Linked DNA regions of Mus musculus: regions 1, 2, 3, 4, 6 and 7 are each linked to region 5. A link is a contact called in public Hi-C, HiChIP or PLAC-seq and promoter capture Hi-C data. All regions are on one chromosome and are shown on one strand. The core of a region is the stretch at or near the end of the contact, and the rest is flanking DNA. Distances in the headings are between cores, read along the strand shown.

Region 1 (2,700 bases), core at 120-2,619, 500 kb before region 5:
GAGGCAGAGAAAGGCAGAGAAAGAATAGAGAAGTAGATTCCAGCCATGAACACATGTAGAAAGGGGGGAAGGAAATGGGGAGAAGGGAAAGGAAAGAGCAAGGGAGCAAGAACCCAAGAGAGCAAGAAAGGAACGAGACAGGGAGGAGGGGAAAGCATCTCCTTTTAGAGTGGATCAGGCTTACCTAGATGTTGCCAGGTAACTGTGGGGTGGAGTTTAGACAGAATGCTAATAGATAGTGCTGTGGAAATATCTTGCATGTCATTATGTCTATGTCTATAGTTTAGTTTTGAGACAGAGTCTTGCTGCTTGAACCTCTGATCCTTTGGCTTCATCTTTCTGAGTGCTGGGATTACAAGTATGCATCCTCGTATCCAGCATGAGATAGCTCATGTCTAATAAAGTTATTTACCGAAATAAAGTGATATTCTGTTCCTAGTATTGCATCATTAATAAAAATGCTAATGAAAATTACTAAATTGTGTTTGATAGCAATAATTAACGGGGGCTGGTGAGATGGCTCAGCAGGTAAGAGCACCCGACTGCTCTTCTGAAAGCCCTGAGTTCAAATCCCAGCAACCACATGGTGGCTCATAACCATCCCTAACGAGATCTGACTCCCTCTTCTGGTGTGTCTGAAGACAGCTACAGTGTACTTACATATAATAAATAAACAAATCCTTAAAAAATAATTAACTTTAAGTTGAAAAAAGTTCTAACTTTGAGCAGTTTTACCATTGTACCTTGGGGGTGGGATTGGCTGTTACTAAGATTCTCTTTTATATTTTGTAGGGAAGTAGTAAGGATGTTATCTTCTTTCTCTATCTCTTTGTTTATTCTCTAGACACTTTGGGTTTTTTTGAACCATTTTTCTTTCTGTTTCCCTCATTCTTTGTTTTGCTTTGTTGTTTCAAACTGAAGATGTACCACATTATAGAGGGGTTTCATGTGATAATATCTAATAAAATATGAACTAATGAGTGGTTATGGAAAAATAGGGATTTTGTTTTTGGTTAAATTTCCAACGACAAAAGAAGAAAAACAAAACAAAACAAAGAATCTCCAAACCCTATCACATTAGGAATGTGAAGGAGGGCTACTTGTCAAAACCAGAGGCTCCCTGACTCTTTGCTGGCTTCAGCCCCTTCGAAGAGATGGGAAACAAGTCTCATAAACCGGAGGTTGGTAGGAAAAAAATGAACCAAACACACTCTGAACAGAAAGAAACTGTTCCCTGAAGGGTTTTGAAAGGAGAAGAATTTTAACTGGGTCTTGAAATAAATGCTTCTGACATTGAACAAAAGGAGACTCAGCCCTCTGGCCACACAGCAATGCTCTGGGGCTACTGGGATGTGTCACTCTGGAATTTCACAAGCTAGAGCAAAGCAAGGAGGCCATAAAGATGAATGGCTGCCTGATTACTGGGATCAAAGGAGGGGGCTTGTTAAAGAACTGTTTCCATTCCAAATCTAAAAGTCCTCTAAATTCAGTTCATTTTAATCTGGAGAAGATTTAAGGATGTGTGTTACATGATAGCACATCTACATTTAAGGTCCATGTCCAGGAAGAAGAACCTCTTTAGAAAGCAGTAATTCTAGGCTGTCATTTTACTGTGAGCTCATAATAGGAAAAATTTATGTTGTAATCTCCCTGATAAAGTGCAATAGCCCAATAAACTGAGTCAACACTAAACCTTGGCCCAGTCCTTAACCTTTACATACCTCTACCCCCTTCATCTGCACAGTCTAAACAACAGGCGAATTGCACATTAACTACTCTGTGTCTACACTGTGCGGCGGACTCAGGAGATAAAGCTCATTCCAGCTCTGGGTACCATGATCCATAGGAAGTCACAGTCAGGTTATCTGCTGTTGCTATGGCCTTGAGGCCATGAGGCTCTTAGCAGCCTAGAGAGCAGCATTCACCAGGAACAATGAAGGTGTTTGCATGATGCTCCTAAACCACTAGAGAACGCTTTCTCCCACTTCCTAAATATTTCTCCATACACTAGTTTAACAATTCCAGAATCATTTCTCTTGTATTATATTCCATTATCCTATCCATAGAGGTCACTAACAAGCCTGCAGCAAACTCATGAATAGCTCTGACAAGGCACAGGTTGGTCCTTCGATCCACAAACCTAAATCTAGCTAGTATTTGTCACAGCTCTGTATGTGCGGTCATTTTGTGTATCATCTGAGATACCTCATGTATTCATCGCTTAAAATCTCATGAAGTAGATGGGGTTATCATTCCATCTTTTTAGCAATCAGTAGCAAAGTACAAACATTAAACAATTTTCTCTAATCTATACCGATACTATGGGCTCTAGAGTGTGGGGAATCAGGATGGCATCAATGGCCATTAGCCCAATAGGAGTACTGTGAAGGGTTTGATTTATAAGCAAAAGGTTTTCTCTATGTTGTGGGAATTTTCACTAGAGAGAGAGAGAGAGAGAGAGAGAGAGAGAGAGACAGAGACAGAGACAGAGACAGAGACAGAGAGACAGAGAACTCAAGCAAGTATTCATTTCCATGTTTCTTTAAAACTTTCTTTCTGTACTTGTTTAAACTTGTGCTGGTGGAAAAAGAACTTCAGTAAAGCCATGTTACATTTTTCTTAATCAAGAAAACACATGTTACTTAGTCAGTAGACTATGAATGCTGAGAGGGACACAGTGTTGAGTTGGGAGGTGGCTGC
Region 2 (2,700 bases), core at 87-2,586, 260 kb before region 5:
AAGCTTCTGACAATACCTTTTGGAATCAGCACAATATTTTCTCTCTCCCATTTTATTTTCCCTAATTACAATTAATTAATTTTGATATATAGTATTTTTAAAAATGAACTAATTCGGGGATTCCATGTATGGCCCAGGATAGCTTGAAACCCGTAGTCCTCCTAACTCAGCCTTCCAAGGTCTGTAAGCACAGGTACTACATTATCAGCATAGTCATCTAAGAAAGAAAAGAATGAAATGAGAAGCATAGTTGGACACTGTGTAAATCTAGAGGCAAGAACTATTTATATGTATAAAATATATTTTAATAAATTCTCAGTTATTTTATTAGAATATACTATCCAATTTCTCATTTTGTATGTATTAGAATTACAACACTTCAACATTTGACTCCTACTTAAGTAGTGTATTTGATGAAAGCTATAAAGTTTTACCTTAATGAAAATTCAATACGTTAAAGGTCTTTTGTCGAGGTACACAATAACAGGAAATTAAAAAATACTACATTTAAGCTGCACATTTTCTCATCGCATAGGAACACATGAGGATGATCAGGAGATAATACTCCAACATATGTATATTTCATGTTTTTAACTAAATGTATTTTCAATACACAAAGCATAGAAATCGTATACATATAATAGTGTGCCACGTGATGCACGTACGTGTTAAATAGGTGGTAGTGTATACCACAGTGCTGCAGAATACATTTAAAGGACAATCTGAGAATTTTAACTACAATGACATCTGAACAATTTTAAAATGCTGGGACTTTTCAAGCTTGCAATATTCACATTTTATGATGAGCCTTTCAAAGAGTAAAGTGAATGAAGCAGTGCATAGTTTTATGAGATTCTTGCAGAGGTAAGTAAGGGAATCACATTTGCAGGCAATCCTCTAGTCTAAAGCATGGACCCAGAAGACACTCCACCTACGGGGGGCTGATGGTCAAACCTCTCATGGATTACTGCAAACCAGGAGGGAGTGTGGATGGTCAAACCTCTCATGGATCACTGCACACCGGGAGGGAGAGCGAACTCTCCTGTTCAGGGAGGATGTCTGGTGGTTCACACACAAGATTTATGATTTGAAATGATTAATCAGCAGTGACCATGATTTGTTTTCAAAGAATTTCTCTTTGAAATGGACCTTGATCTTGATATATTGCTTTGGGTTGATCTACACAGGAAGAAAAAAAAAGTGGCACCAAACACTGCCAGGGCTTTGAGGGGAGTTTTATGTGATCATTAGATTTCAAAGCCATGCTCTTGGGGGTAATCTTCCACCTGGAGACCTGAGCATGACTGTTAAGGAAACTCCTTCTTCCTCTTAGGAACCCTCCTACTTACCTCCCATTCTCTCTTGATCCATTTGAAAAAACACAGTGATTTTGCTTTGCCCTGGGAGGGTTTTGCAACTTGACATCCATTCACTTAAAGCAATTCACACAGTGACAAAAGGAACCTTGTGGGTTGAGGGTGTGACTGCTAGGCATAACAAGGCACCTCTCTTCTATTTATTTTGAACTCAGGCTTTCTGTAGATGTCACATTGAATACTCAATGTGTTTTCCATTGCATCCACTTCTAGAGCACAGTAAGAAGCATGTGTTTTTCTCTGAAAAGCTTTGACATTTATTGCTTTTCACAAATTGTGATTTTCATATACCAACGACTACTGCAGATATGGTAGGGAGAAAAAGCTATTGCTTTTCTTATTTTTTTTTTAAATAAAAGCTAGAGAAATCCTTTACAGTTAACATTTGTACAAACGTGTGTGTGTGTGTGTGTGTGTGTGTATGTGTGTGTGTGTGTGTGTGTGTGTGTGTGTGTATGTGTGTGTGTGTGTGTGTGTGTGTGTGTGTGTGTGTGTGTGTGTGTGTATGTATGTGTGGTAGCAGCAGCTGCTCATGGATTGAAGGAATCTCTATGGCATCAGCAGACAGGAATTATATTTCATTCAGCCCTTTGCCACGGTAAAGGAGTCAACAAGATCCAGATGTTTGTTCTGGGTGTTAAAGTGTGTCTGCTTTGTAATCGTTGTCTGAGACCCAAGCCCTTGCTTTATAGGGCTTGAAAAATTGATTTCACCCAGCCTTCAGTCAGAGCTACAGAACTCCAAATATTTTCCCATTAATCCTTAGAGTAAGAAACTCATGATGTGCTTAGGAGTATCAGAATTCCTGAATTCATGGGAAATTGTAGAGTTTACAAGGAAATCCACTTTGGAAATGAAAAATGAAGCTGTATGCTGACATTTTCATAACGTGTCAGACCAGTGTTTGAGAATATCATTAATGTTTGAGAATATGATTATAATTTGAAGATATAATTATTGATTGAAAATATCATTAAACTCATAAAGGTGCAAGGTTTTTCTACTGATGTACACACACACACACACACACACACATCAGTGCAATTTTTTCAAATAAGTGGTGAGATTGTGTTGGAGTGTGTGTGTGTGTATGTGTTTGAATGAAAACACAACTATGAAAGATAAGGACAGTTGCTCCACTGTAATGAAAAGCTACAAGGTCAAGAAATTCTCACTCTTTGCCATTAAAAGAAAGAAATGAGAGAAATCATACTACAGTAAAGAAAACAGGCAGATTCCTCTCTTCATTGTTTCTACCCCAAATCCCATATTTATTCCTTGCTGAAATTAAAGATATGTGCCTATTTGTTCTTGATGGTATATG
Region 3 (2,700 bases), core at 25-2,524, 340 kb before region 5:
CATTCGACAAATGACATTGAGAGAAGAATGAAATGATGAGCAAGATATGGTAGCTTAGATGATAAAATTGCTCTACTTTTCTTTTTACAGAAGTAAATAGCGTCTGACTACATGTTTCTTTTTGCTTCTTTTTCTAAAAAAGAAATTCTCTGTTGAATGCAAGCGTTGGTTCAATTATTTGTATTGCAGCTACTATATTTCTAGGATACCCAAGAGTCTCTAAACACATTCAAACACACACACACACACACACACACACACACACACACACACACACACACACACATACACACACACAGGGAACGTGAGTACCCAACACCCCATCATATGTCATGAAACATATCTGTGCATAAAGTCAGGGAACAGTGTATTACTCTCTTTCGTAGATTTACCCCACCCCTGCCAAAAGCAACTAAATAGTTATATCACTGCTGAAAGTAAATCTTTTCAAGGTCAGCTTTAGACTGTCTCAAAAATAATACCACTCCTTGAGTCTTCAAACAGGAGTGGAATACTGCCCCTTAACTACTCCAGAAGCATTAGCGAAGGTAAAAGTCACATAAAGAAGAAAGGTTTCCTTCAAAATGTAAACCCTCTCTTCACAAAGCAAGAGCTCTAATTCATCTAATTTCTATGTGGGTTCAGTTTCCAGTCACAGATGTCATTTGGATGTGATAAGGTCCCAGAAGACACTGATGCTGTTTAGTGCTTGCTACACACCCACTTATTGTGGATCACCTATGAAATGCAAAGCCCCTACCAGTAATACATTGGAAAGGACCTCTTTCATATTTTCTGTTAAGAAATGAGGTTCTTCTCTCCCTTGCCCATGCGTACCTCTAAATATAACTGTTTGTAAAATAAGTAAACTGAAAGAAAGCAACTCTTTTGAGAAATGACCTAGGTCAGGAGGCTTCCTGGGTTTTATTGCTACTTCAAAGCAAAACCAGATAAACTGGCTTAAGGTATAACTTTTGGCCTTTGGTGGAATTCCACACAGCTGTCTGAGTAGCATATGTTTTAAGACAGATCATAGGATTTTTGCATGCTTTCTGGTCCATCTATATTCTCTGCTCAGAGTGGTAAGGATTTTCTTTTTCCACTTCCCTAACACACCAAGGACTCTGGTGTCTCTGGGCAGTTCATTCATCTTTTCAGAAAATCACATGAGAGCTGTTAAGTCGGCTGCCCAATTTAAACTGTTTATGTTTCCTTTCCAGGATACTCCAACCAGTGGGATGGACCGCAAGCAGAGCCTGGCAGCAGGAATGCTGCAAGTGCCTGGATGCCACGTGTTCCATCTCCTTTAGATATCCTTGACTCATACATCCTGTCTGGGCTGATGTTGGTTTTCTGATTGCAGAGTGTCTGGAATGTTCTCAAATGCACAAGCCACCTTCCAAGGGCAATTGTGTATCCCTGGACTTTTCTATCACTTTCTGATTCCACTCAGGGGTCTGAATGAAGTCAAATTTTCATCAGAAAATGAAGACTTTGCTTAAAGACCCTTAGCTGTAGTGTCCCATAGAAAGTTTAACTAAAGAATCTCTAAGCATGAGATATGAACAAGATTTATTTTTTACATCAGAGTGGTTATAGTAAAGTTTTAAAGAGAAAATTTTTATTCCTAAAGAGAATGTAGGTGGCGCATGCCTTTAATCCCAGCACTCGGGAGGCAGAGGCAGGCGGATTTCTGAGTTCGAGGCCAGCCTGGTCTACAAAGTGAGTTCCAAGACAGCCAGGGCTATACAGAGAAACCCTATCTCGAAAAACAAACAAAAAAAAAAGGAAAAAAAGGAGAATGGGAAAATTGTTTTTGTTATTGTCATTATATTTAATAAATGATCCATATAGAAAATAAATATCACAAGTGAAGCAAAATGCTTATGGATCTTCTCTTAACATCTGTGCCAAATTGAAATTTCTCTGTTTGTTCAACTGTAACAGTAGAAATCCTGGGAATCAAATGGGAAATGAAACAAGCAATCAGTTGAAATAAGAATATTAGTCATAATTGGTAGTCATAATGGGATATTGGTTTAAATATATTGGTCCTCTTGTTTTGTTTTGTTTTGTTTTGTTTTATGTTGACTGTTCATAGTAGAATGTGTGATTAAACCCTAAACAAAAAGGAATAGGACAGGATAAATGATTAGGTTTCTTTTCATACTACCTTATGTAACTAATGATATCTACAACCTATTTTGTTTGACATTTCAGTCAAAATTCCTGGGAGATTCATACTCACAATTCTCATAACCAATACTTTTAACTGAACAAATGTTATTAAAACTACAAGGTATAGAGGCAAGTAGCTTCCATTCTCTTCTTATATTCTGGAAAACATTTTAAAGACAACTACATATATAAAGAAAATGCCCAGTAGCCAAAACCAAGATACCTGACAGTCCATGTGTTACATTATTGCAATACTACCATTTATGATCCAGCTTTTTCTTTATGAGTCCTTCTCAATTGCCGCATCTTTAAGCTGAGTCAAAGAGAAAAGAACATATATCCTTTTTCCAGTGTGAAACTCTGAATTCTTAGAGGTCAGCTCTGGTTCAAAATTAAATCCCAAATGGAGCTGAAAGGATGCAAAGGAAGAGTGGGATGTGTTGCTGACAGACCCAACGTTTATCTTTCAGGACAGGGTTGGTCTGCAATGACAAATTATCCCTTGCATTCTCATACAGTTTA
Region 4 (2,700 bases), core at 139-2,638, 390 kb before region 5:
AGGGGGAGGGAGGGTGGAATAGGGGCGTCTCTGGAGGAAAAACCAGGAAAGGGGAAAATTTGAAATGTAAATAAAGAAAATATCCAATAAAAGAAAATAATTTACAAAAAAAGAAATATAAATAAATATCTAATAAAAAGTATAAGTGAGTTCCTAGTTATATAGAGAGAGACTCTATATTAAAAAATAAGGCTATAATGATTGAGGAAGACATGCAACATTAACTTTTGGCACACACACACACACACACACACAAATACACTCACATGCACAAACACACTCACATGCACATGCATGAACATACTGGGAAAATATTCTCATATATTCCTTTATGCATATATACATAGTAGTTACTATATATGACTTTTCATAGTAATTAAATCTAAAATAAGACATTTAATCATACTAGTCTTAAAATTGTATTACTTAAGATATAGCAAATATAACATTATGATGAATATAAGCATATAATGACTAAAATAATATGAACATTGTTTCTCTTCATAGACTTACAAGTATTTTTATCAAAATTAGCATAACATGTGGCTTTAAATAGCTTATATTAGTGTCAGTGAGCATGTAAATTAGTGATGATATGAACAGAAAATAGAATTTTCATGTCATCTTGCTACACCATTCCAGAGTAGATTTCCAAAGAATTCCATATCCTACTACTAAGTTGCTTGCTCATTTATCAGTGATAGAATTGTCCCTAGTGCTTAAATAGTAGGTGCATCCTAAATAGTAAGCTTTCAATAAATGTTCATTTAATTGATGAAGCTAGAGTTTCACTTGTGGTTCCATTAAGTCCTTAGGCAGTATCATTCCTAAGGAAAGTAAGAAAGCCAGGCACGTGTGTGTGTGTGTGGTGGTGGTGGTGGGGAATATTATTGCAGTAATAGTAACTCCAAGGTCTGGATATTAGGGCATCTTTATCATGTCTGAGAAACAAAGGATACTAGGATTTTATACCTAGGTGAGACAGAGGAACCAAAGTAAGAGGTGAGATCAAGGACATCTTGGAGGAAGGAGTTATGGCAGATGATATTGAATTTTACTTTTAATACATGGATAATTTTGGGCAAGAACCTGAGATAATGTTTTATAGGCTGTAAAAGGATTGTATCCACAGTGTACCAAAAACCCTGTAGGGATCACTGAGAGCAGAGATTCAAGTAACAAAGTTGCAATCTTTCAGGTAAAGGACTCTGGTCATTTAGAACAACTATTAAGGCAAGCCTCTACATGTACTTCCAAATGCAAATAGGCTGGTAGAGTGGGAGGGAGTCAGAGACAGATAGACAGACAGACAGACAGGCAGGCAGGCAGATAGAAACTCAGAGAGGGAGAAAGTTGATGAATTAGATGTGAACTGTGACAGAAAGAGTGCAACCAAAGGTGACCTCAGAGGTTTATTGACTGAGCAAATAGAGGAATGGATTTGCAAGACGATAGAAGGGGCTGATTCATAGAAACATTTTAAGATTTTTGAGATGCTCATGAGAGATATGAAACACACAAACAAGAAATTCAAAGAGTAATTGAATGAAATTATCCACCAATTTTCTCTTTTCCACCCAGACTTCTATTCATATTCCAACATAAAACTCGCACCATATTCTTGATCAAAGTTGAAACCACTCAGTAAAATCCTCAATTTATCGCACATTATAAGTATATTTACATAGACACATTCAAAATAAATTATTACCATCTCTTCTATGTAAGAAAAGATTTAACCATGATAATCTGGATGCTTGAGTTTGTGAGTCAAACAGTTTCTGAGAGCCAAAACATCAACTGGAACCATTTTTTATTAACTGGCAGTGCAGATCAATGCCCTACATAGATATGATGATTTATTCTTTTTCAAAATGTGCCAGAAGGAGGGCTGGCACGCTTTGTATGTCAACAAGGATTACTGGCATCTCGTTTGGTATTTATCCTTGACTTACTTTGTAGAAGGCAGTACAGGAAAAGCCCTCAGGATCACTGATCTATGGCAACAGTGCTGTAAACTTCCTGGTAATCTGGATGCAGTTGAGTCCCAGACTTTTGTCTGAATCTCTGACCCTTGTACTAAACTAAGAGAATACTTGCAGAAGTTGGCAGGAAGACTGTGACTTCAGTGACAGTGCTAGTTTACATGGCATATGCTTGGGGTTTTGTTGTTGTTGTTGTTGTTTTCAATTTTTTATTAGATATTTTCTCCATTTACATTTCAAATGCTATCCCAAAAGTTCCCTATACCCTCCCCCCCACCCTGTTCCCCTACCCACCCACTCCCACTTCTTGGCCCTGGAGTTTCCCTGCATATAAAGTTTGCAAGACCAAAGGGCGTCTCTTCCCAATGATGGCCGATTAGACCATCTTCTGCTACATATGCAGCTAGAGACACGAGCTCTGGGGGTACTGGTTAGCTCTGGGACTCTGGCATAGCTTCACAAGAGACAGCTATAACAGGCTCCTTTCAGCAAAATCTTGCTGACATATGCAATAGTGTCTGCATTTGGTGGCTGATTATGGGATGGATCCCCCGGTGGGGCAGTCTCTGGATGGTCCATCTTTTTGTCTCAGCTCCAAACTTTGTCTCTGTAACTCCTTCCATGGGTATTTTGTTCCCTATTCTTTTTTTTTTTTTTTAAGATTTATTTATTTATTATATGTAAGTACACTGTAGCTGTCTTCAGACACTCCAGA
Region 5 (2,700 bases), core at 136-2,635:
TGCGTCCTCTCCACTCTGAGGTTGCGGGGCACTTCCCGCTCCCTCTACTCAGTGAGCTTCGGAAGTTGCAAACTGCCGAAATCTGCCCCCACCCCAGAAAGTGCACGCGGACTCAGGAAACTCCCATCTGCAGCGCCAGAGACCCGACCATCAGCTCCACGACTGGAGGACCCCACATGCCACCGCACAATGCCAACCCGAACGCACAGCGAGACGCGGGAAGGGGGAGGAGGGGGCGATACTCACCGTTCTGTTCCTTGTCGCTGGAGAGCTGCAACTTGCTGCTCAGGTTGGACTCAGCCCGAGTCCCCGTTCTTTGGCCGGCCAGGGCAGATGTCAGCAGGAGGAGGCCGAGGAGGAGCATTTGGCTGACTGGGGCGAGGGCTCACTCGCGGCGGGCACTGGGGAAGCGACGACTCCAAGGCTCAGCCCAGCCGGGGAAAGGCTGCGCTGCGGTGGAAGCGCCTGGCCGGCTCTGGCAGCAGAGAATCGCAGGGTAGTTTCCACATAATCCCATCCAAAAGTTTTTCCTAGAGCCCTCTTCTGTGTCTCCAGTTTTTGAAAAGGATCAAAGCAAAACCTGGACCTGAACCAGTTTCCCAAGGTTTAAACAAATCCTGAGCTGTGCCGAAGTGCGGGGGGTGGGGGTAGGCGAGGGAGGAAAGAAGGGGTGGGGACGCGGGGGAGCGGCGATGAGTCGTGGCGACTCGCAGGGAGCACCTGTCAGTTTGGGGGACAGGACACAGGCGAGGACTCGGGGTCCCGCCAAGCCAGACTGGAAGCCAGGTCGGCAGCGAGGCGAGCACCTTGGGATCAATGACAAAGCTGCTGATCGGGGCGGCAGGCGGCGCCCCACCCCCACCTGGGGGGAGGGGACCGTGCCCTGCGAGTGCCGCGCGGGTCCCGGGCGGGCAGAGAGGCCGCGGGGACGACTCGGGACTGGCCCGGATCCACCGCGGAGCCTCCTCCTTGCTGCAGTCGGTGGCCACCGAAGTTCCCTCGGGTACCGGCGAAGTGCTGCGGGAAGCCGGGAGAGCTTGGGCGGCTCGGAGTCGCGAGCGCTCGGATGCCTGCCCTAAGGCAGGGCAGGACGCAGGGCTGAGGAGAGGTGGCGGCTAAGCACGGGCGGCTAAGGGAAGGCCTGGCTGGCCTGGAGGATCGCTCTTGTCCCCTCCCCGTCTCCACTTTCCCCCAGCGGGCGGCGCGCGGGGCGCGGGGCTGGCGGCCGGGCGGGCGCGGGGGGCGCGGGGGGCGCGGGCGGCCAGCTGGCGGGCCAACAGGTGCTGGCGCAGACAGGGGGCACTGCGGGCCCCGCGGCAGACGGAGCCCACACTGCGGCGAGGAATGCCGCCAGGCGGCCCCCAGCTTCCTTTCCCCTGGGCGCCCCTAACCCCAAATAAGGAGTCTGCGGGCTGTTCAAGGGTGCTGCAAACTCAGAGAAAGAGAGAGGGAAAAAAAAGTAGGAGAGGACAGCCACTCCTTCTCTTCTGGCTCTCCCTGGCTGTAACTTGTCTTTCATTCCTAAGGGGATCCCCACTCCCAAAGCGCTTTGTCAGGACTCGTGGCCAGAGTTCTGCACTGAAGGAGGGAAGTTGAACTCAAGATGCTTCCAGAATGGCTCTGTCTGAAGGAGAATGAATAAATCAAAAGTAAAGATAAAGTCAGAGTTGTAACATGAATTGAAGCCATGCACCACTGTATCCACATGAACCCTGTTTGGAGAGGAACTGGGGTTGGAGGGTACCACTGAGCAGAAGAAAGAGTCCCTGTCCTTTGCAGCTGGGTGCTGCATGATAATGAAATCTAGCTCCTAGAGTGTCTGGGGACATAGTGTGGCAATTTACACATAGGCTGTCCTGGAGCCCCTAATGTTTGAACTGGTTGCCTTTATGCACGAAGTGCTTCGTGCTGAGACTAAAGTTCCTATGGGGTTATCTAGAATGAGAAAAACATGTTAGTAGGGCCTAGGGTGGTTCCATGTGCAATACATGTGTCTCTGATAGGATTCCAATATGCTTTCCTTATCAGAAAATCCTCGTGAAAGCGTTGAAGGCACAGTAGGGTTTGAAATCTAAACAAAAGATGCATCTTTGGATGGAGGGGTAATAAAAAAAGAAAATGAAAATAAGGAAAATAAAAATAACATTAGAGCAAGCAAATGCCTTGGTGTGCAGTCAGACAGATGTATCACCAAGTACTTAGTTGAATCAGTCAGGGCATGCAATCCAACCATAGAACCAAGGTAAACATAATCCTGAAACCGGGCATGACCTGGAGACAGAAATAAAAGATGGGACCAGTCCAAACGATAAAATGTTAATCTTTTCCTTTGTTCTTGGACACCACTGGGGCCTACCAAACAACCCTGTTCTAGCCAGGTCTCTGTCCTCTTCTCTCTTCCTTCAAATGAGTACTTGACAGGTTGTTCATTATAACTCCTGCTTGGCATCCAGGAAGTCCCCGGGACCAAATAAAGAAAGATGCTGTTCTCCTGTGAAATCCTTACAAACCTGTTCCATTCATTCATTCTTATCTGTGGGATTTCCACCTTTACAGTGTTGGATAGAAAGTCTCTTGCTTAGACTTTAAGTGTATGGATGTTAATGGTACAAGCCTTGTTACTTTATTCAAGTTAGCAGTGCATCATCTTCAGTGCCATTCCATTGTGACATACGTGTATTCCAAAAGTGTTCTGTACAT
Region 6 (2,700 bases), core at 122-2,621, 370 kb before region 5:
AAAATCTGTAAAAGACAATCCTTTACCTGTGAGTTTTTCTGCACTTAAGCAATGTTATAATTGTGGAACACTAATTACAGATCAACCTTATGACTCCACGGAGTCTCCTATAGGCAATCAATTCAACTATCTCTTAAGCACATCTATTATAAAAGTATCATTTGTATAACTATCGGATCTGTTGACAGCCAAATTTTGGGTTGTTTTTTTTTTTTTATGATCTTTTGTGCCAATTCCTTAAAATTACTATATTTAATCTCTTAGACACATCTGCTATTTCATTCATGCTATTTTCGCTTTAGGTGCTAAGGATAGGACACAAAGATGCTAAGCATCTGTTCTGTCATTAAGACACACACCCCATTCTCTGTTCTGCATGCTACTGGATTACATTACTCACACATTTTAAACTTCTGCTCCTTCTGGGTTTCATTCTTAGTGCTTCCTCCTTTTCCTTCTAGTATGTCACCCAGCCACTAATTAATTTTCTTTTATTGGTGTCTTCTGTAAAGTTCAGAATTATACCTAAAGGTCACAAGTAGAGCCTCCCTAAAGACTGGGGTTTTAGTAAACTTTACTTAATGCCGAATCTATAAAAAAAATGAGCATTCTCTCCACATTAAATGCAGTTGGTACATACTTGATGAACATATTAAAAATTGATGGTATACCCTAAATATTTTTCATACTACACATAGTTTTCTTTGTGAATTTATCAAAATAAGTCAACAGTATCTCTTACTCTTTCAACATATTTCCAAGGCTCTGTCTATAACTTGAGTGACTTGAAACAGAGAGAAAGCATAATGCTTGAGGTGCTCTGATGGTAAGTTGGTTTTAATGTCTATATAAATTTAGAGCAGAGATTCCTCTGTATGCTGTTTTCTGAAAGAGCGAAACACTTGTTGGAATCCATACATTATAGTATTGAGTGTGATATAGATGAATGGGGACCAGGGTGCCACTTAGTTGTAGAATATGTGTGAAACACTTAGAACTCTGGATTGCACCATCATTGCTAAAACAACCTTAAAAGATAAAATGTAGAGAGTTTATCTTTTAATTAATGTTTTCCCTGTCACAGTATGTAGCCTCAGCTGGTCTCAAACTCAAATCCTCTTGCAATGGTTTTCAAGAGCTGCAAGGATTACAGGTATAAGCCATCAAAATTAGTAAGAGAATATGTTTTTTAAAATATATTTGTCAGTATTAACCTGTGATGTCCAAAACTTTGCTGTGATGTGTAATGCAAGTTTTATTTTATCAGGCACTTTACTTTTGCAACCACAATGTACAAAGGGTCAGGACCCAGTAGTGTTTGCTTGTCTGGCGCCTTAGGAACAGCACTTCTCTGTCAGCTCTAATTTCAAGCCTTCCTTTCTTTACTTTAGCATGTGACTGCAGAGAACCTCCACACCCATCCCCAGCCTGCATTTCTCTTCCCCTCAGTCCTCAGAAGCCTTTAATTAGCAGCTTACTCTAATTATTACACTTCATCTACTTGCCCTGCTAATTCCTTGGGTCCCTACCCCCACATCTGCACACTTGGTCTTTTTCTTCTCTGACTACAACTCAGTATTCTTAAATTATAAAAATGAGTTATTTCCAAGTGTGTTTTCTCTGCATAAAAGAGCAGTACAAAGTGATCAAAGGAGAAAGTGGTTCTCCACATGCAGAAAATTACAATGGACATTGCTATATCATCCGAAAAAATGTTTTAACAGACAAAAGTCTTATTCTAACCTCAATGCTATATTCTATACTCTGTCTTGGTCTATGAAGCTCAGACATATAAACATTAATAAGGACAACACTGTTAAATGTTCTCTGTGTAAGAACATATTAAAAATGAAATGACAGAAAATATTCCTTAAAAATTTTCATGGACAACTTTCTCAACAGCCTGTACTTTTCTGCCATCAAAAAAAAAAATCACTTATATAGTGACCATAGATGAGAGGAGAATAAAGACAAGGTGGATTTGTATGTATCAGACCATTCTATGGGTGCATTCTTTTTCCACTTTGAGTGGAAAGTGGAATGTATGATTCCTTTAGCAGATTTCATATCTTCATTTAATATCTGCAAAATAGCAAAACTAAGCTTACAAAAGCTTGTTACTTTTGCATTAGTCTATGTAAACAGCAGCTCCATAAACATGAAAACACTTCCATGGTGACAAACCACACTAATCTTGATAAACTTAGCTCTCGCCCTTGGCCTGCCCCTTTTCTTCCCACCTTCATCATCAAAGCCGAAGTCCATCAGCTCTGCACTGGTAGCTGTCTTGAGGGATTTGGTCCAGATCACCTTGACCAAATGTTCTTTGTCTATGTGATAGGAAAGCAGAGCTTTGCAACAAAGGCAAGAAGGGTTTGCATTCTTCTTAGATTTCCCAGAAAGGAATCCTGAGTGGAGAGGTGAGAGGAGTGATCTGAAGATTTGCCTTCAAGCTCTAATCTAAAAATAAACAAACAATTTTCCATGAAAATTTGAAAATTTCCAACTCTTTTAGTAGTGATGATAATGATGGCGACGACAATGACGACGAGGATAACGAGGATTATCTTACCTTTGATGAGCCTGTATGATTCTGAGTTCTAAGTATCTTTTTATACTTAGACTAAATAATAGGGTTTTTTGTTTGTTTGTTTGTTTGGTTGGTTGGTTGTTGTTTTTTGTTTGTTTGTTTGTTTTTGT
Region 7 (2,700 bases), core at 41-2,540, 470 kb before region 5:
CAAGTATACTCTTTTAATGTTTGCATATGTATATATTTAAGGAGGCATGGAAAGTAATAGATCTCCCTGTGACTTTTTCAAAAGGTTAGTTATCCTTTCCTGTATTCCTTCCCTCTACCCTGCTGACACCTATCCCATTTACCTTTCATGTTTCAGTATTCCCATAGCCCCTTTAGACCAGTCTGTTCTATCTCCCCATATTGAAAGTACCTTCACATTATCTCTGTGAATATTCCATATGAAACAAATACATCTAATGATTCAAAGGTAACTCATAAATGAGAGAAAATATGTGCTATTTTTCTTTCTGGATCTGGGTTACTTCATTGAGAATAACTGTTTCCAGTTCTATCCATTTAACTGAGAATTTCAGAAGTGTAAGAAGCTACATCAAAGATAGATATGTTATAAATTTTGCTGAGTGAGTGACAATCTAACTTTTCTTTATATAATTTAATTCTTTTTCTAAATGTAATAGGTTCTTAGTATTTCAATAAGAAAAGGTAAATAGTGCCATTTAACAACAGGATATTCTTAAAACTAGTTGTATAGCTTTATTATGTTCTTAAATAATTACTTTGTATGTTTTAAAACTTCATTCACCGTTTGAAATTTTGAATGGATAACAGATATTGTTCAAAGTCACCATATGACTATCTCTTAAGATACAATGAAAATCTTCTAGAATATATTCATAGCACATGATTTTATCCAAATGGGATACAAACATTAAGACAGTGCAGCATTAAAAATATTTCTTCTACAACAAATATAATTTTAGTATAAAACCAAAACATATTTTTTATCTTTTAAAAAGATAAATGTTTATTTTTATACTATTTTAATGGTCTGATATCTACATCTTTTCCATTAAAGATCATGGTTCTAAGATATTATCTCAAAAATCATCCTTTACCCATGCATATACCTTTGCACTGTGTCATTGCATGTATAAAAAATGGGGGAGATTTAACTTGCTGAAAGCTCTCTCAACTGCTTGACCTTAACCCCTAAAGAAAAAAGCGTCTTCTACTTCTCTCAATCTCATTTTTCAGATGTTTTAGCTTATACAGGAAGTAGACTTATTCTTTACTATAAGGTCTTTAAGTTCTCAGGAGCTCTTCTTTTGGACTTTAATTTTCTTAGTTCCCTCCAACAGTTTTATTTTGTTTTGCTTTTCCTTCTAAAGAGAGACTATACTTCCCTCTTTATTTCCCCTGTCATTGAAATAGCTTTGCAGGCCAGCCACTAAATGGTAGGTCTGCAGGACCTACCATATGTTTCATATAAAGTTGCCAGCCTCCTCTGGTGTTATGTGACAGCTTCCTTGAACGCTAAAGACAAAGTGCATGCACTCTTTATAAAGAAGAAAAAGACATCTGAATTAATGTAAATTTACAGTGGCCAAGGAAGGGCACAGAATAATAGAGAACTCTGTAAGTGCCGGCTGAGTTATAAAGGAAAAAAGTTCAAGGGAGAGATGGCTTAACTTGTTTAACAGGGCATTGGAGCCAGCCACTGGGGAGTCTTCAGAAGGAGTAGAAAAGACCAGGAAATTGAGGTTGCTTAAATATTGCACTGCCCTCCATAGGCAATTCAAATTAAAAATAATCTTAATGTCTCAGTAAGAAAAATAGAATCACACTCTTCAAGGAAAAGTGATTCTCTGCCAGAAAGGCTTCCTGTAGCTCTGCAACTTTAATGTGAAATCTTTAAATCTTGTCCTTTACAGAAATACTCATTTCTTCCTTATTTCCATGATGTGTTCTTTCTTTGTTTGTTTCTTTGTTTCTTTGTTTCATTCATTCTTTCTTTCTTTCTTCCTTTCTTTCTTTCTTTCTTTCTTTCTTTCTTTCTTTCTTTCTTTCTCTCTTTCTTTCTTTTTATAATAAGCTCAACACACATGTAAAGTCCAGGATGACAGAGAAGATTAAGAAAATGGAATGATTGGAAAGGAAACAAATAGATAAATTATGCCTTTACTGTCTCATCGATTTCATTATTATTACCTTTCATTCTAGTTCATGAAAATATACATGGAAAAATATCATTAAGGAATCACAGAAGAGGGGAGAGAGTGGGAGTACTGGATGCGGACAGGAGGAGATGAATCAGAATCTGGGAGGCTGAACTGTGGCAGAATGTAGGTAGAGTGCTCAAAATTTCCAGTTACAAGAGGGAGTGTTCTCTGAGAATAGACAATGGTGTTAAAGGGGATTTTAATAAGTCTAAAAAATACTAACATCAGGATATGTTTAAAATGTATTGCTGGAGTTTTTCAATAAGTTTATCTTCTAAATAAACAAGACAAAGGAACTTTCAGAGTTTAAATATGACATGATGGGCTTTTTGAAACCGATATGCAAGCAACCCTTTAGAGAAATAACACAGGTCTAGGGTACCATGGCCTCCATAGTCCACTGCTTCAACACTGTTTTTACACAAGACAAGCACAGGTCAAGGATACTATACATGTTTGGTTATCACTGTGAGTACCTTGTAGAAAAATCTTTATCATTTTCTGAATCTGGAAGTCTTGACCCAAAGCTTCAATTGCTAAAGTCAGAGTTGTGGGAAGGCCAGTAACCATGGAAAATTTTACCTCCTGAATAAGAACATAAAAAAAACTATGGTACTTATCCAAAGAGAAAAAAAATCTAGAAAAGTTTGATAAGAAAATGGAATTTAAGTGCTATGTGT

Evidence for each region. Promoter capture Hi-C pulls out the DNA fragments that hold promoters and counts their contacts. Hi-C and Micro-C count contacts between places; a contact is called where the count stands out from the background. HiChIP or PLAC-seq counts read pairs in DNA pulled down with a chosen protein or histone mark.
Region 1: a contact with region 5 is called in a Hi-C map of nephron progenitors, with 4 times the contacts expected there. The contact joins the enhancer-like site here to the promoter of Pdgfc in region 5. A contact is called at or near these places in 14 of 39 promoter capture datasets (the 3T3-L1 cell line, 3T3-L1-derived adipocytes, the C10 cell line and 9 more), 1 of 15 datasets of contacts at CTCF or cohesin (the NIH/3T3 cell line), 6 of 484 Hi-C or Micro-C datasets (embryonic stem cells, nephron progenitors and uterus), 7 of 115 datasets of contacts at active chromatin or transcription factors (bone marrow-derived macrophages, craniofacial prominence, embryonic forebrain and 3 more) and 2 of 9 other capture datasets (embryonic stem cells and liver).
Region 2: a contact with region 5 is called in a promoter capture Hi-C map of second pharyngeal arch cranial neural crest, with 2.3 times the contacts expected there. The contact joins the enhancer-like site here to the promoter of Pdgfc in region 5. A contact is called at or near these places in 14 of 39 promoter capture datasets (the 3T3-L1 cell line, 3T3-L1-derived adipocytes, the HPC-7 cell line and 9 more), 5 of 484 Hi-C or Micro-C datasets (bone marrow-derived macrophages, embryonic fibroblasts, nephron progenitors and 1 more), 8 of 115 datasets of contacts at active chromatin or transcription factors (bone marrow-derived macrophages, embryonic stem cells, kidney and 1 more) and 2 of 9 other capture datasets (adipose tissue and liver).
Region 3: a FOXA1 HiChIP or PLAC-seq map of pancreatic cancer cells shows a contact between it and region 5. The contact joins the enhancer-like site here to the promoter of Pdgfc in region 5. A contact is called at or near these places in 8 of 39 promoter capture datasets (the 3T3-L1 cell line, 3T3-L1-derived adipocytes, cranial neural crest and 4 more), 9 of 484 Hi-C or Micro-C datasets (adipose-derived mesenchymal stem cells, cumulus cells, embryonic fibroblasts and 3 more), 7 of 115 datasets of contacts at active chromatin or transcription factors (the NIH/3T3 cell line, bone marrow-derived macrophages, embryonic stem cells and 3 more) and 1 of 9 other capture datasets (liver).
Region 4: a promoter capture Hi-C map of liver shows a contact between it and region 5, with 11 times the contacts expected there. The contact joins the enhancer-like site here to the promoter of Pdgfc in region 5. A contact is called at or near these places in 19 of 39 promoter capture datasets (the 3T3-L1 cell line, 3T3-L1-derived adipocytes, the C10 cell line and 13 more), 2 of 15 datasets of contacts at CTCF or cohesin (large pre-B cells and pro-B cells), 16 of 484 Hi-C or Micro-C datasets (the AML12 cell line, the C2C12 cell line, adipose-derived mesenchymal stem cells and 7 more), 14 of 115 datasets of contacts at active chromatin or transcription factors (the NIH/3T3 cell line, bone marrow-derived macrophages, embryonic limb bud and 5 more) and 4 of 9 other capture datasets (adipose tissue, embryonic stem cells, liver and 1 more).
Region 6: an H3K27ac HiChIP or PLAC-seq map of heart atrium shows a contact between it and region 5, with 7 read pairs. The contact joins the enhancer-like site here to the promoter of Pdgfc in region 5. A contact is called at or near these places in 9 of 39 promoter capture datasets (3T3-L1-derived adipocytes, embryonic stem cells, frontonasal cranial neural crest and 5 more), 1 of 15 datasets of contacts at CTCF or cohesin (large pre-B cells), 1 of 484 Hi-C or Micro-C datasets (stem cell-derived neural stem cells), 7 of 115 datasets of contacts at active chromatin or transcription factors (bone marrow-derived macrophages, embryonic stem cells, heart atrium and 1 more) and 1 of 9 other capture datasets (liver).
Region 7: a contact with region 5 is called in a promoter capture Hi-C map of second pharyngeal arch cranial neural crest, with 3 times the contacts expected there. The contact joins the enhancer-like site here to the promoter of Pdgfc in region 5. A contact is called at or near these places in 4 of 39 promoter capture datasets (3T3-L1-derived adipocytes, HPC-7-derived erythroid cells, frontonasal cranial neural crest and 1 more), 6 of 484 Hi-C or Micro-C datasets (astrocytes, cortical neurons, embryonic stem cells and 1 more) and 9 of 115 datasets of contacts at active chromatin or transcription factors (the NIH/3T3 cell line, bone marrow-derived macrophages, craniofacial prominence and 4 more).

Annotation. Positions count from the first base shown.
Region 1 is chr3:81,534,665-81,537,364 of GRCm38.p6, reverse strand. No RefSeq gene overlaps it. Among named protein-coding and RNA genes, the nearest start is that of Gm52636, 94 kb to the left of the region's middle. Within about 2 kb of position 1,369, at least 26 of the 459 cell types and tissues checked have an H3K27ac peak or open chromatin away from gene starts, as enhancers often do. A contact at or near this core is called in craniofacial prominence, nephron progenitors and uterus, where this site is marked.
Region 2 is chr3:81,291,922-81,294,621 of GRCm38.p6, reverse strand. No RefSeq gene overlaps it. Among named protein-coding and RNA genes, the nearest start is that of Pdgfc, 260 kb to the right of the region's middle. Within about 2 kb of position 1,336, at least 12 of the 459 cell types and tissues checked have an H3K27ac peak or open chromatin away from gene starts, as enhancers often do. A contact at or near this core is called in second pharyngeal arch cranial neural crest, where this site is marked.
Region 3 is chr3:81,376,250-81,378,949 of GRCm38.p6, reverse strand. No RefSeq gene overlaps it. Among named protein-coding and RNA genes, the nearest start is that of Gm52636, 250 kb to the left of the region's middle. Within about 2 kb of position 1,274, at least 48 of the 459 cell types and tissues checked have an H3K27ac peak or open chromatin away from gene starts, as enhancers often do. A contact at or near this core is called in the NIH/3T3 cell line, adipose-derived mesenchymal stem cells, embryonic fibroblasts and 2 more, where this site is marked.
Region 4 is chr3:81,426,144-81,428,843 of GRCm38.p6, reverse strand. No RefSeq gene overlaps it. Among named protein-coding and RNA genes, the nearest start is that of Gm52636, 200 kb to the left of the region's middle. Within about 2 kb of position 1,388, at least 1 of the 459 cell types and tissues checked has an H3K27ac peak or open chromatin away from gene starts, as enhancers often do. A contact at or near this core is called in liver, where this site is marked.
Region 5 is chr3:81,035,101-81,037,800 of GRCm38.p6, reverse strand. Pdgfc (platelet-derived growth factor, C polypeptide) reads right to left here and starts at 1,385. Exons shown (of 6, transcript NM_019971.3): 1 at 247-1,385. The coding sequence starts at 364.
Region 6 is chr3:81,407,827-81,410,526 of GRCm38.p6, reverse strand. No RefSeq gene overlaps it. Among named protein-coding and RNA genes, the nearest start is that of Gm52636, 220 kb to the left of the region's middle. Within about 2 kb of position 1,371, at least 6 of the 459 cell types and tissues checked have an H3K27ac peak or open chromatin away from gene starts, as enhancers often do. A contact at or near this core is called in heart atrium, where this site is marked.
Region 7 is chr3:81,507,406-81,510,105 of GRCm38.p6, reverse strand. No RefSeq gene overlaps it. Among named protein-coding and RNA genes, the nearest start is that of Gm52636, 120 kb to the left of the region's middle. Within about 2 kb of position 1,290, at least 5 of the 459 cell types and tissues checked have an H3K27ac peak or open chromatin away from gene starts, as enhancers often do. A contact at or near this core is called in embryonic limb bud, neural tube and second pharyngeal arch cranial neural crest, where this site is marked.